2 separate regions of the Zea mays genome follow, and region 1 is linked to region 2. The links are chromatin contacts, called in public Hi-C maps. All regions are on one chromosome and are shown on one strand. The core of a region is the stretch at or near the end of the contact, and the rest is flanking DNA. Distances in the headings are between cores, read along the strand shown. Region 1 holds the start of LOC100275415. Region 2 holds the start of LOC100282560 (G10-like protein).

Region 1 (6,681 bases), core at 2,710-5,209, 300 kb after region 2:
GGACGACTGTAACATGAGTTCGACTGAAGGCCAGACTTGTAGTTTTCGTCCGAACTGGGCATGGCCCTGCTCGGCTTTGGCTGCTCGCCCTTGGCGGATTAGTCGGCTGGTCCGTGTGTCCAGCATGGCGCTGGCTGGACAGGAAGTGAGGACGACCATCACGCACGCATCAGAAGGGCACCGAGTAGACGGGACAGCACACCAGAGGTTGGATTCAGACTTCGAAGCTGTTGCTGGCGATGATCGTGATACCTACGTCGTATTGTGCCCGTAACACGCTGTTCCCCTTGGAAAAATGTATTTGCTTCTTCCATGGATCATGCATGATTGAACCGTGGCTACTCATTACTGATGAATGTTAGCACTCAAGAACTTCGCAAAATTTAAGTTTGTTCGTACGGGGTTGATGAAGAACTGCAATGCTACTACATATATACAACCGAAAGCGAGAAAGAAACATTGCTTTACAAGGCAACTGGGCATATATTTCTGATGAGAGCGCAAACGACTTCGCGAAGAAGTGCACGCTGCTGTATCGGCCACCATTCCATTCCATGTGCGCTGTCAAACCAAGGCCTGACTATAGTGGCAGCAGTCTGATGCAGTCTTGGCTCTCTCCGGCCTACTTGACCTCTGGAAGGAACAGAACAGCACGGTGTATCTGGAAGTTTCTCTCGTGCTTACAAAAAATAAAGTTTATACCGAATGATAAAACCAGCGTGATCTGGAAAGGCGAGGCCTTTCCTCCTCTCTCTCTCTCCTTCATTTATATATATACTACGTAGAGACATGCTCTTTGCTTTTTCTCTTTTAAATGTTGATAGCCTTAGGTGCTAAGAAACATATGAATGTTTGCATCAACGGCGAACTGATCATTTCGCCTCACAGATGTACTCACCGGATATGAGAATTTCTCAATGTTGGGGATTCCGGAGCCGACGACATCAGAACCTGGTGGGAACCGACCCCACCCACCGAAGGCTCTCTGAAAATGAGCGAGACTTTCGGCTAGCAAAACACTGTTACCGAAGCAAGAACGTTACTTGAAATTTGAGCCCACCGATCTCTCTTTTGTTCGAGTCCTCCTTTAGTAGGATAGAGAGCATTTCTCTGTACGTACTTGTTCTTTGTCGGCAAAAGTATAGTACTTGAGTATATTTCTATCATTAAAGACTACATTACAGGAGTATTAAAGGTATTCTCGTACAAACTCGACTTCCTTGATAGGCCTTTGTCGAGCCAAGACAACGGCCCGCTGGGCCATGTAATCAATCACCTTCCGTCTTCTTCAAATCGAAGTTATAGAGTGTAGTTTAAAATAGAAAATGAGACATAGATTCAGTCTTCTTCAAATCGAAGTTCGTAGAGTGTAGTTTAAAATAATAAATGAGATAGAAGAGTGTAGTTTAAAATAAAAAATGAGATAGAGATAAAATGGGAAAAGCTGCTGAACGTAGTTTAAGGCTGCAGCGCTCGTATATGGGTGTGCAACCACATTTTGCGCGTCGACACCAGGCGCAGCAGAGCGGCGGTCGCATACGGGTGCAGATAGAAGGTGGTCGAACGTCGCAGCCAGTTCTCTCCTCTCTGTATCCTCCGATTCCAGCCGCAGCAGATGCACTCACTTGTCCATCTATTTCACCAGACAGCGGGCATTTGGTCTGCCACTTGAATGAAAAAAAATGGAGAGCTTCTTATACATTTTATTGATCTACACAGACACAGTTACAAGAAGCAAATCGCTGCCAGTATATAAGTATGCATACTTTCCTGCTCCACTGAACAAAGCGGCGTCTCACAAATCTCGACGACAACGTGCAAAAGTGCCACCAGGAAACATCCGTGCGACGCCAAGTGGACGGGCCCCACCGACAACCGAGCGCTGCCGCCGTTCCCGGCCTCTCAACTCGCAGTCGCCGGCCGGGTTTCCAGATCGGGAAGCAGCAGCGAGCCGCGGATTTCCGTTGGCCATTGCTCCACACTACTTACCCCAAAACGAGCAATCACAGAGGAAGAGGAAATCCCGAGCGGCCGCTGAAGCACATGCCGTGAGAAGAGCCTGGACTTGCCGAGGGAGTGGAGTGGACAGCGGTCAGCAGGGCGGCGGAGTGACCATTTTCTCTTTCTTTTCGTTTGAAGTTTTTATGGGAGGGCAGGGCACCGATGATCTGTGCTGGACGCTAGCGGCGGTGGACGCACGCACGCACGCATCAGTCGAGCGGGTAGCATGTGTCCTCACCGCCCGTGTTCCACAGGAAGTGCGCGTAGGCTGCCGCGTGGTGCGCGTTGCCGGGGTCGGCGGCGATGGCCTCCTGGTACGTCTCCTCCGCGGCCGCGAGGTCGTCGCGCGCCTGCCACAGGAACGCCGCGTACCGCCCCAGCGCCTCCGCGTCCGCGGGCTCCGCGCGCACCGCCCTCTTGAAGAAGTGCTCCGCCCTGAACGCCCGGTCGGTCCGTCAGCGACTGCACGCGCGCGCGGCGCGCCATACAGCATTACTGCATTTTGTAAACCCAAAGCAGTCGGCGCCGACTCACCTGTCGAGGTCGCCCTGCACCTGGTACAGGAACTGCGCAAAGTTTGCCAGGAGCAGCGAGCTGTTGGGCTCCTCGGACAGGGCCTGTTCGTACCTCTGCGCCGTGGCCACGTGCTCCGGCGAGTAGTGGACCGTGTCTGGCTTTGGCGCCTCCACCGGCGCGACGAGCTGCTCCAGGGTTTCCGGGTCCATCAGCTCCTCTGCACGCACGCTCGCCTGCATCCTGGCGGCTTCATCGGATATCCGTTTCCAGATGGCCAGCTCGTCGTCGTGTACAGTCTGTTGCGCTTGTGCATCCTCCACGGCCATCGAGTCGGACACGGACGCCAGTGGCGTCGCCTGCGACTGCGACACGTCCTGCGGCAGCACCACCGCTCCGTTTTGCCGATGCGACGACTCGTCCGACTGGCCGTCGCCGGTGGCGCCGGCAACTGGCCGCACTTTGCCGCCCCCGTCGCCGTTTCCACCCACTGAGGCCGTGCGGCCAGTGGAGAACGTCTTGAGCGCGGGGGTGTCGAACCGCTGCTGGGAATGGGATTGCTGTTGCTCCGGTTGCTGCTGGATGTCCACCATCTCCACGGCTGCCTGGGGTGGTGGGACGAGGCTGGCAGCCGCCGCGACGCTGTCGCCCATGGAGTAGACGGTGAAGTTGGCGAGGAGCAGCATGAGGGAGACCATGAGGGCCGGGGTGCCGGAGAAGATGTGCTGGAAGAGCCAGACGAAGGAGGCGTGCATCTCGGCGTGGACGCGCGCCAGGACGCCCTGCAGGTCCTCGTAGACGACCGCCTCCCGCATCTGCAGCGTGAAGCTCTGGAGCTCCCGGATGATGAGCACCATCGAGGAGAAGGCACGGCCCACCGCGGCGCGCGCGGACTCGCCGGCGCAGTCGATCAGCCGCTCGTTCCACCGCCCCTGCTCCAGCTGCTGCTGCTGCTTCCTCCGTTTGAGCATCCGCAGAGACAGCGGCAGCCCGACGCTGCTCGCGCTCCGCTCCACGCTCGCCGGCCACCCGCAGCCGCCGGCGCCCGGGTGCTGACCCGCCGCGAGCTCCTGGATCCTCCTCAGGAACTCCTCGTCCTCCCCGCCGCCGCTCCCGACGCTGTCGATGCTCGCGCTGAGAGCGCGCCTGATCGCGTGCTGCCCGCCGCGCCGCCGGCCAAGACCGGCGTTCCAGCAAGCCAGCGACGACTGGCTCCTCGCCAGCCTGGCGCCAAGAACGGCGTGCCGCGGCGACGTGGCAATGGCCGAGGACGAAGGCGACGCCGGAGAGGAGGAGGGGGAAGAGCACGGCGGCGGGGTCACCACCGCCGCGACCTGAATGCCCATGGGTCTCGACAGGCCAATACCTGCCACCACTGCAACGATGGTTGGGAATGGCCCGCGCCTCCTGAACCGCGGGAGGCTAAATGCAAGGGAAGAGATGGAAGGGAGGGGGAGTCGGGGAGAGAGAGGAAACGAGCGGTAGCCTTATATTTCAGGATCGGGAAGGAGTCAACCTCAGCACGCAGCTCGTGAGAGTAGCTGGTACCAGTGCTAGTGCTGCAATGGCGACACCAACTTTTAGGCAAACTTTATTTTTTTAGATAATGGATACTTGTCCAGCTTCTCCTCTTTTGGAGGATTAGCCAATACACCAAAAGTTTTTACATGAAGTAGTCACACGACTAGCCACATATGGAGGGACAGACCTCCCGAAACACACCATAGAAGACCATGGTTTGATAACCAGAAAAAGACACACAATCCATAGACAAAACTACGAAGTAATTCGATTTGTAAACCTCCATCCATGCTGAGCAAAAATCTGTAGAGCCGTGCACTCTAACCGTCGACAAGCTTCCTTTATTTGGATACCCTCTTCTTGTTTATGAAGAACAGCCCACGTCCTAAACCAATGCGTCGCCCTGAAGAGTACCTGCAAGCATGTTAACATGGGTTTTTTGTCAAAAACTAAATCATTTCTACTTATCCAGATAGCCCAGCATATAGCAGCAACACCTGAAATAATCAAATGTTTAGTTTTCGAAGGCATCCCAAAAAGCCAATTCCCAAAAGCGTGTCTAACTGATCTCGGTTGATTGAAACCCAAACTCCAAAAAACTAACCTCCATATGAACTGAGCATAGTGACAAGCAAAAAACAAGTGTTGAATCGATTCATCCGAGTGACAAAAGGCACACTTTCTATCACCATGCCAATTACGCCTCAGAAGATTATCTTTTGTTAAAACCACCCCTCTAATTAAATACCACATAAATATTTTTATCTTCAAAGGTACCTTCAAAGACCAGAGAGTCTTATTATAAGTCACATGATTATTGTTAAGGAGTGCTCTATACATTGACCTGACCGAGAAAAGACCCGTCACAGATAAATCCCATTTGAACATATCATTTTCCCCACTTAGCTCAACCTGAGCTACTCTGAGAACCAACAGATGCCATAACCTCAGGTTTTCACCCACCAATGCTCTTTGAAAAGAAACATTAAGCGGAACCGTTTCGAAAACCGACGCTACAGTAGCACTCTTTTTGCGCGCTATATTATACAACGATGGATATTGGGTCATTAAAGGTTGCAACCCCAACCAGCGGTCCTCCCAAAACCTAATCTGAGTCCCGTTTTTCAAGATAAAAGAACCTAAATTTAGGAAGGTGTCTTTCACTTTCATCAAACCTGCCCAAAAATGGGAGTCACCTGGTTTTGAGGTTACTTTTGTGAGCGTGTATCTACTCAGATATTTTTTTCTAAGCAACGTTTGCCACAAACCATCCTCATTCAACAATTTAAACAACCATTTACTTAGCAGACACTTGTTCTGGACGTCTATATTCTGAATACCCAAACCCCCTACTTCTTTTGGCTGGCAAAGAATTTCCCATTTAGCAAGTCTATATTTCTTTTTGTAATCACTACCTTTTTAGGCAAACTTTATACACACCGAAAGCAGAAATGAGTGATATTTGTTGCGTCCGTAAAACAGTAGGCCACGCCAAATTTAGTACGGAGTAGTATTTTGTACTGTCAGATCGCTGCAAAAGGAAATTGTACTGGATGGAGAAAAAAACAAACGAAAATACTAAGGCTGGCTCCAGCAGGATCCTGTAAAAGCTCCTGTCCTCTAAATATAGAGGTTTGTCAGATCCTCTATCCCTCCAACAAGAGACTCTAAAAGGACCTCTAAAATTTAGAGGATGACATGCATGCGCTATGTAGAGATGATGTACGGCGGTGCTGTATACACTGTGCTGTTTTCTGTGCACGTGCTGACGAGCGGTAAAAAATAATATAGAATGTCAAATCTAGTAGCACTGTTGATATAGAGGATGAAATTTAGGGGATATTGCTGGAAATGAAGAAGATATAGAGTACAGAATCTTTTAGAGAGTGCTGTAAAGGACAGAGAATATTCTTTTAGGGGATGAAATTTAGGGAACGTTGCTGGAGACAGCCTAAATCGAAAGATAGTGCTTGGAGAAGACGTCGTAGCTTGTTTCGTCTAGCACTGAGAAGCCATGCTCGGTAGAAGGCAGAGGCCAAGCCCATTTGTGTAAAAAAAAATGGTATAATTTAGCTATCTCAGCTATGATGAAAGTCATCTCTCAACTATGAAACGAGACATAGCATTAGCGACACCTAGCATCCCTAGTTATTTCATTGGTAGTTTTATCTTTTTCATTTATATTTATTTTAGCTAAATCTTTAAAAAAACAAATAGAATCACAGAAAATCGTAAAATGAAAAAATATAATTCTATTGAACTTTATTGAGTACATGTATACCATGAGCATGTAATAGAGTATTCTTTAATATAAAGTTTGGATGCTGCCAAAAACGTTAATTAAGGATCCTAATAAAAGATATTATTATCAATGTCTCAACTACTATCGGACCTGTGCTTTTGGTGCCACGTGCCTTAAAGATCTACCTTAGCTCTGGTTAAGGTGGGGATAATCATACCGACAATTTTAATCTTAGACCCTCTTTGAACCCATCAGATTGATCTGGTTAAGGTGGGGATAATCATACCGAGAATTTTAATCTTAGGCCCTGGTTGAACCTTGAACCCATCAGATTGATCTTGATATATTGATGTGTAACCTTATAGATAGGTTGAACCCAAAAAATTGAAGTATAAAAAATGTAT
Region 2 (6,759 bases), core at 3,699-6,198:
TATCCAGCCTCATGTATTCGATCCCTCTCTTCTGTGTGAATGTATGTATGAGATGTGTTATAATTTATGGGATCGAGTACGGAGGTCTAAAACGTGGATGTAGTTCACTTTGCGTTTTTTTTCCTCTGATTAACGCGTGGATCCAGTCACTCGATTAAACGAACAGTGCTCTGTGCACTTTGACTGATCCGGATTTAGGGTTAATTTAATTAGGGTTGAGCCCTAACTGGATCTGTGTTTCTGTTACTTGACTTTGTTTGTTGGCTGTGGATCGTTGGATCCTGAGCCTTGTGCACCGTCTGGTTCAACTGATTAGGGTTAGGTTATTAAACCCTAACCCTGAAATAACGGTGCGTTTTGCTCTCGGTTTCCATGGGTTCGGTAGACCCTAACCCGAGAGATCTAAAATTCTTTCTCTCTGTTCACGGGGTGATGAACGATGATAAAAAAAATGAGTTCATTCATATTGATTCGAGACCTTTCTGTGATCTCATAAGACTGATGCGGATCATAAGACTGATGCGGATTAGGAGATCTAGGTTTCTTAGGACGCCTCTGATACCATTGTTAGAATCTATTCTATCTAGGATCGATTCCTAAGTCCCTAGAATACCAATCCGTAACTGAAAGTAAAACCTTGATGACGTGTAGATCTGATCTACTGATCTATTGAGAGGAACGGGGAAACACACCTTTGTTGTTGTTGCTATCTTCATACCGTCGCCCTGCAGAGAAGTAGCAGGCATTGGGATCCGAGCCGCTGTAGGTTGTCGCGTTTCCAAACACTCCGACGCCTAGGCGATGGGGGCCTCTGAGGACTAGGGTTTTGGGGCGAGGTACTAGCGTTAGTCTTTCCTGCGACCCCTTAGTCCTATATATATAGCATCGTGTGTCTGGGGGCTCCAACCGAGGTTAGCATGGGCCCTCCCGATCAAGGGCCCGATTAAAGGAACGATAGTTGGGTTAAGCCCAATCCAGTCTCTATTGACCGGCTGTAGAGGACACACCCAACAATTATCAGGATAAGAAGGGTTGAATCGTGTTCCAGCAACAAGTGGCAAGGGTCAGGTTCCCAAGACCACCAGTTGCAAGGAGAGAAGCAAAATTTGGGGGCTGCATCATCGATTGTGCATGACGAGCGATCGAGGGCGACTCCAATATAATGGCGACCCATGCTACATTTGCACTTAATCTCCAGTAGGGCCCAACAACAAAAACAATCCTTGGCGACGGCGACGGTGTGATAATACTCCAAGATGAATTATGAATAATTATTATTCCCTTGGAGATGATATTGTGGGCTTTTTCGCCAGGCAGTAGCTGCAGCAAGAAGCATCAATATACGAGCGATCAACGCACGCAAAGCATGCAGTAGCGTTGCGTTGCCGTGATGCCGCCAGGCAAGGCATGGCCGCGACTGCGAGTTCCGGAGCTGCGTCAGTCTCTCTCTCAGTACGCGGGCATATGCGTAAACACAGTCGGACGACGCAACATGTGACTCGACACGACGTACGTACGCGCGCACGCATGTGCATGTGACGCGAACCGTCACCTCCAGCTGGGCACCCGTACGGTTCCGTCCCAACTGCCTGCGCCCTGCGGGCACCCATCCCGCGCGCCCGTGTCTGGCCGTCAGTACGATGATGATCTCGACGCAAAAGCTAGCGCCCAGGGAGATCATCCAGCCATCGCCACGGCAGCGTCACTTGGCTTGGCTGGCGCAGAAGCTCATTCCGGCCGGCCGGCCCATATGCGATCCGATCGATTGGTACAGGCAAGCAGCCTACAGCGACCTCTGCTCTTCCCCACGTTGGCTGCACGCGCACAGCCGGCCAGCGTAGTGGGGGTGGGGGTGGGGGTGGTCGGTCTGTACCCGCGTGCGCCACATTTCACCAACCGCGAGTGGTGGGCGTCGTACTCGTACCCGGGCCGGGCCGGGCGTGATTGCACCATCCCACGCACGTTGCCCGCCCCAGAGGGAGTAGAGAGCACGAGCAACGGAACCGTACCGGACTGTGGGTAGAGATGGCAATGGGGACCCGATTCCCGATTCCCCGTGGGGAATTCCTCTATTAGGGGACGGGGATGGGGAAATTTCTTCCCCCACGGGGATGTAAACGGGGAAAATTTCTCCCCCGACGGGTAAACGGGGATGGGGATGGGGAAGCATTCCCCATCCCCGTTCCCCGCGGGGACCCGTTAAACTTACATGTGACGACGTTTTCATATAATAGTTAATGATAAAAATAAATAATTATCTTGCCAAGAGATCACTAGTTATATAAATGCGTTCATTTTAATGTACACATAATGATTTTTGCATCTAACAATGTGTATAAGCGAAAATGTTTTACATTAATAACAAATGAAGTACGATCTAATTATAATTTAAGCGGACGCGGAACCAAAACCCGACGGGGAATTCCCCGTTGCCATCCCTAACTGTGGGCCAGATTGGGAAACAGTAGGCGCGCCATCGCGTGGACGCGGAACCTAATTCGGGAAGGCGATGATTAGACCAGGGCGCGCGGCCCCCGCCCCCACGCTGCCGGCCGTGCGGACCAGATCTACCCCCCATAGATTTTTCTTTTCTTTTCTTTTCGCTGCGCTGCTCATGGTGACGACTGGCGATGGACATTAGTAGGCAGGCACTAGTGGTAGTAGGGTGTAATGGCAATATTCCCTGGGAATCATGATGCGGGCTTATTACCTTTTCTTTGATTGGGTGTGGCCGCGTGTGTACTAGGAGAGACCGACGGATGATGTGGATTCCCTGTCGTTTGTCTTGGCTTATTGTGCTGCGCCTTCGTTAAAGCTTCCTTTATATATGGAGCACCAATATAGGAGTAGTTTTTTTAAAAAAATCTGGCAGATGTACAAGCTTGATACCACTAGCAGGCCTGGGCCCGGCGGGCCTCGATCTGGTTTACAAGGCCCGGTAATTGGATATCCTGTATGTATGAAGAAGATGAGGTGCAATCCATGGTTTATGGTTAGCCTATTTACATCCTCCAAGGCTCCAAAATTCCTTTTCTCCACTGCTGCTCGATAAAGTTGTGCTGTGTGCATCTATCTACTGATATAGCGCAAATATTGGATAACCTTACCTCTGTTGTTGTTGTTGTTGTTGTTGTTGTTGTTGTTGTTGTTGTTGTTGAGGCCGTTTAGCTGTGTGCACGTGACTCTCCAAGACTCCAACACACCACGTTTCAAGTCCCCCATTGCCATGATTATATGAAAAGTATCCGTCTCCAATTTCAATAAATTTTGTACCATGAAAATGGAAGTGAAATAAGTGTGGACATAATAAAATGATAAGGGAATGCATTAACTACGGTTTGAACTTGAGATCTGATGCTGTGACAAACAGCCACGTATCCACTGGATACCAAACGGCCGCCGATATTGCGAAACTGTGCGAATTCTTGTGTAAGTATGGTCCTGTGCTTCGCTATGAACCCGGCTTCGTGTATTCGGTCGCGTTCCACACGCAGCGGCTGACTCATCCGATGCCCTGGAGTGTGGAGAGCAGAGCAGGTAACTCCCCTCAGTCAAAACAACCTAACCATATCCATATGGGGCCTATGAATTTATGCTTACCATATGTTGTACGATTTGACTCAATGGCCTTGTGCTCCACCAGCTTTGTCAGGTTTTTAATCTCCTGAAATTTAGGAAAATCGAGATTGAAGATGACAAAAAAAATGTTGAACAACGGTAAGATCATCAGATTACCAATAGTACATCACTGAAGTATCTTCACAAGCTTTGCTGGGGTGTCACCCTTTTTCTGAATTGCTTTCAGAGCTTGTCTGGGTCAGAATCTGCATTACCAACACCATTGTAAACGTATCAGACTTCCAACATCTCAAAATTTGGTTAGCTTCTAGTGAGCCGGGAACGAAAAGACTCCTCTGATCACTCTTCCATGTGAAGCCAGACATCTCATGCCACGCCTCTCTATCATCATTATTCAAGACACCGGAAATGTTACCGCATAATTTTACTTAAATAAATATTGTGTGCCTTTGGAAATAAAGGAATGGTTATTATAAGAAGACCGAAAACCCGGTCCATCTCTGTGTGGCCGGTATGCTTTTAAAAAAGAACTGCTACAAAGAATTGAGTGAGAGGAAACAATCAGGCCTGATTTGATAAACAACCCCCACACGTATTGGTGAAATGCGGCAGAGGAGAGATCAGGACACCGGGCGTGCAACCATGCAGGGAGCAAAGACGGAAGGCAGGGCGGGGCGCTGTAGCTGTAGGTCTTCTCTCCTTTTCATTTCAGTGAAGGAAACTGGAATTCTCGCACTACCGCTTATTATCTGAACTCGTACACTGGCCGACCTCACTTGGACTTGGTGCGTGTGTGGTCAGGAAGGCGACGACGACGACGATGAAGGTTTTGCTGCTCCGCACACCGCGCGCAGTGGCGACGCGACCACAGCCGGTCGCCGCCTCGGATCGAGGAGGAGGAGCCGATGGAGGTGCTTGTGGTGGCTACGGTGGCGAGGTGAGGAAGTGGATGCAGTTGGTGCTGCGCCGGAGAGCCCCATTCTCCGACGTCGACTGCGTAGCTTCGCCGTCTACAGCCGCAGGATTTTCGGCTTCGACCCCGGTCGGGCCCGCACGGCGACCACAGTGCGGTACCGGAATAGGGTTCTCGGCGGCGGGGACGGGTGGTGATGGGGAGATTTTTCATGTCCGTTCGGATTCGTCTGGGACCCTCGCGCAACGGCCGTTGTGCGAGGCCTTTTCTGGCCGTCCAGATGAGATCGAACGGTTGGGGAAAAAAGCGGAGTTTAGTTTCTTTGCGCCGCTGAGCGCTGGCAGTCGCGGCCCAAGCCTGAGGTCACAGCCCCACAGTCGCCCCTTCGGACTTCCCTTTATTCCCCTTCCTATATAATCCCATCGCCACTGCCTTCTTCTTCCGCTTCCAACTTCCGTTCCGCAAATCGAAAGCTCGGCGTTGCCCTGCCTCGAGCTCGAAGGACTTTGTCCCTTTACGTCGTTGTCCAGCTCCTCGCATATTGTGGCCTGGTGCAGATTGGAGATCCGCCCGGACTTGGATCGAGTCCTCCTGTCTTTGGTAAGGAAACCCTAGTCCGCTTCAAAGCATGCCTTTAAGCCTTTTTTATTTTTTGCTGGGATGGATCATGGATGCAGCAAATGGACCATTGAATTGGCACATCCTACGATCTGAGCCTCGACCTTGAGGCTGTGATGTTGTTTGCGAATTAGGGCTTACTGCTGAAGTGCTGAGCATGCGTACGCCATGGCGTGCATCGACCCCTAGTGCGGACTGCGGTGTCACTGTCGTTGGATGTTTCCTTGTCTTATATAGCATCCAGCAATCAGTACCGTTTCCTCATGTAAAGCCCCTCAGTTTAATACTTTGAGAGCTAATTGGGTAGCATACTGCCGTCACTGCAATGTTGTTTTGACTTTAATCCGCACAGGAACTCCTAGGCTCCGTTTATGATGTGAATCCATACTCTGCTGCTTTTATTAATGCATTGCAATTACATCATATGTATTGAAGATTATGTCTACATTAATATTATGTTGGCCCTTTTTCTTACTTCATTACATGTTCCCAGGACATTCATTGGAGTGCTCCATTCATTGAGGCAGCATGCCTAAGATAAAGACAAGCCGTGTCAAGTATCCTGAAGGATGGGAGCTTATTGAACCAACAATCCGTGAGTTGGATGCCAAAATGAGAGAAGGTAGGCACATACGCTATTAATTTGAGGCACTCGCCACTGATGTCAGTTGTTATTTATTTCCTAGCACAGGATCGTACTAACGCTATGCCCTCATGCAGCTGAAAATGATCCACATGATGGGAAGAGAAAGTGTGAAGCTCTCTGGCCTATTTTCCGCATTTCTCATCAAAGGAGCCGCTACATATACGATCTTTACTACAGAAGGAAGGAGATATCACAGGAGCTTTATGAGTTCTGCCTAGACCAGGGTTATGCAGACCGTAACCTGATTGCAAAGTGGAAAAAGGTAATCATCCTTGGTTTCATATTTGTTGTACATGGTCTATATCTCAGTTGGTTTGATTTTTTTTTCTCTCCACAGCATCCTGTTCTTTTGGGATTGAGGGTGGGTGGATGGGAGGCACGCTAATGTTCCTTATGTTCTGCTATAAGTTGGTAGATTAAGTGGATATGTGGTGTAGACATTGCATGTGCAAATTGCATTATAAATATTTTACTATTACACTTCGTCTCTGGGTTTGTGAGATTTATATAGCTACATGGTAGATTGCAGTAGCTACTGATGCAGGTATGACTTTTATGAGCACCAGAATGAGCTAACCACTAGCCGAAACCTAGAACAATTACTTCCACCCCATTTATTTTCCTCAAGTTTGGAAATTGGAGATTACGACTAATACTGCCATGCATTCTGCAGTCCAGTTTTTGCTTATTTTTGAAACATGAGATTTCCGATGTAACCAGTAACTGGATCTGGTTTATTTAATTGACTGAAAATGGATTATCAGACATCCAATATGTTCTTTTGATTCCCCTTAATTTGGATAGTGGTGTCTTAAAATGGTCGACTGAAGATAAACAATGTTTTGCTCTGTTTCCTCTATAGGTTATGCTGCTCAAGTTTGTGACTGCGCAATGCCTGCTTATTCTAGCATCCTGATTACTTACTGCTACATTTCGCCCTCTTGCAGCCAGGTTACGAGCGCCTTTGTTGCCTCCGGTGCATACAAACACGTGACCACAACTT

Evidence for each region. Hi-C and Micro-C count contacts between places; a contact is called where the count stands out from the background.
Region 1: a contact with region 2 is called in a Hi-C map of bundle sheath, with 2.1 times the contacts expected there. The contact joins the promoter of LOC100275415 here to the promoter of LOC100282560 in region 2. A contact is called at or near these places in 5 of 25 Hi-C or Micro-C datasets (bundle sheath, ear, endosperm and 2 more).

The regions. Positions count from the first base shown.
Region 1 is chr8:173,734,323-173,741,003 of Zm-B73-REFERENCE-NAM-5.0, forward strand. It overlaps LOC100275415, which reads right to left and starts at 3,960. Exons shown (of 2, transcript NM_001149492.2): 1 at 2,536-3,960; 2 at 1,673-2,436. The coding sequence starts at 3,860. The coding sequence ends at 2,211.
Region 2 is chr8:173,433,359-173,440,117 of Zm-B73-REFERENCE-NAM-5.0, forward strand. It overlaps LOC100282560 (G10-like protein), which reads left to right and starts at 4,949. Exons shown (of 4, transcript NM_001155468.2): 1 at 4,949-5,092; 2 at 5,604-5,732; 3 at 5,831-6,018; 4 at 6,704-6,759. The coding sequence starts at 5,639. It also overlaps the pseudogene LOC100383300 and the pseudogene LOC100272645.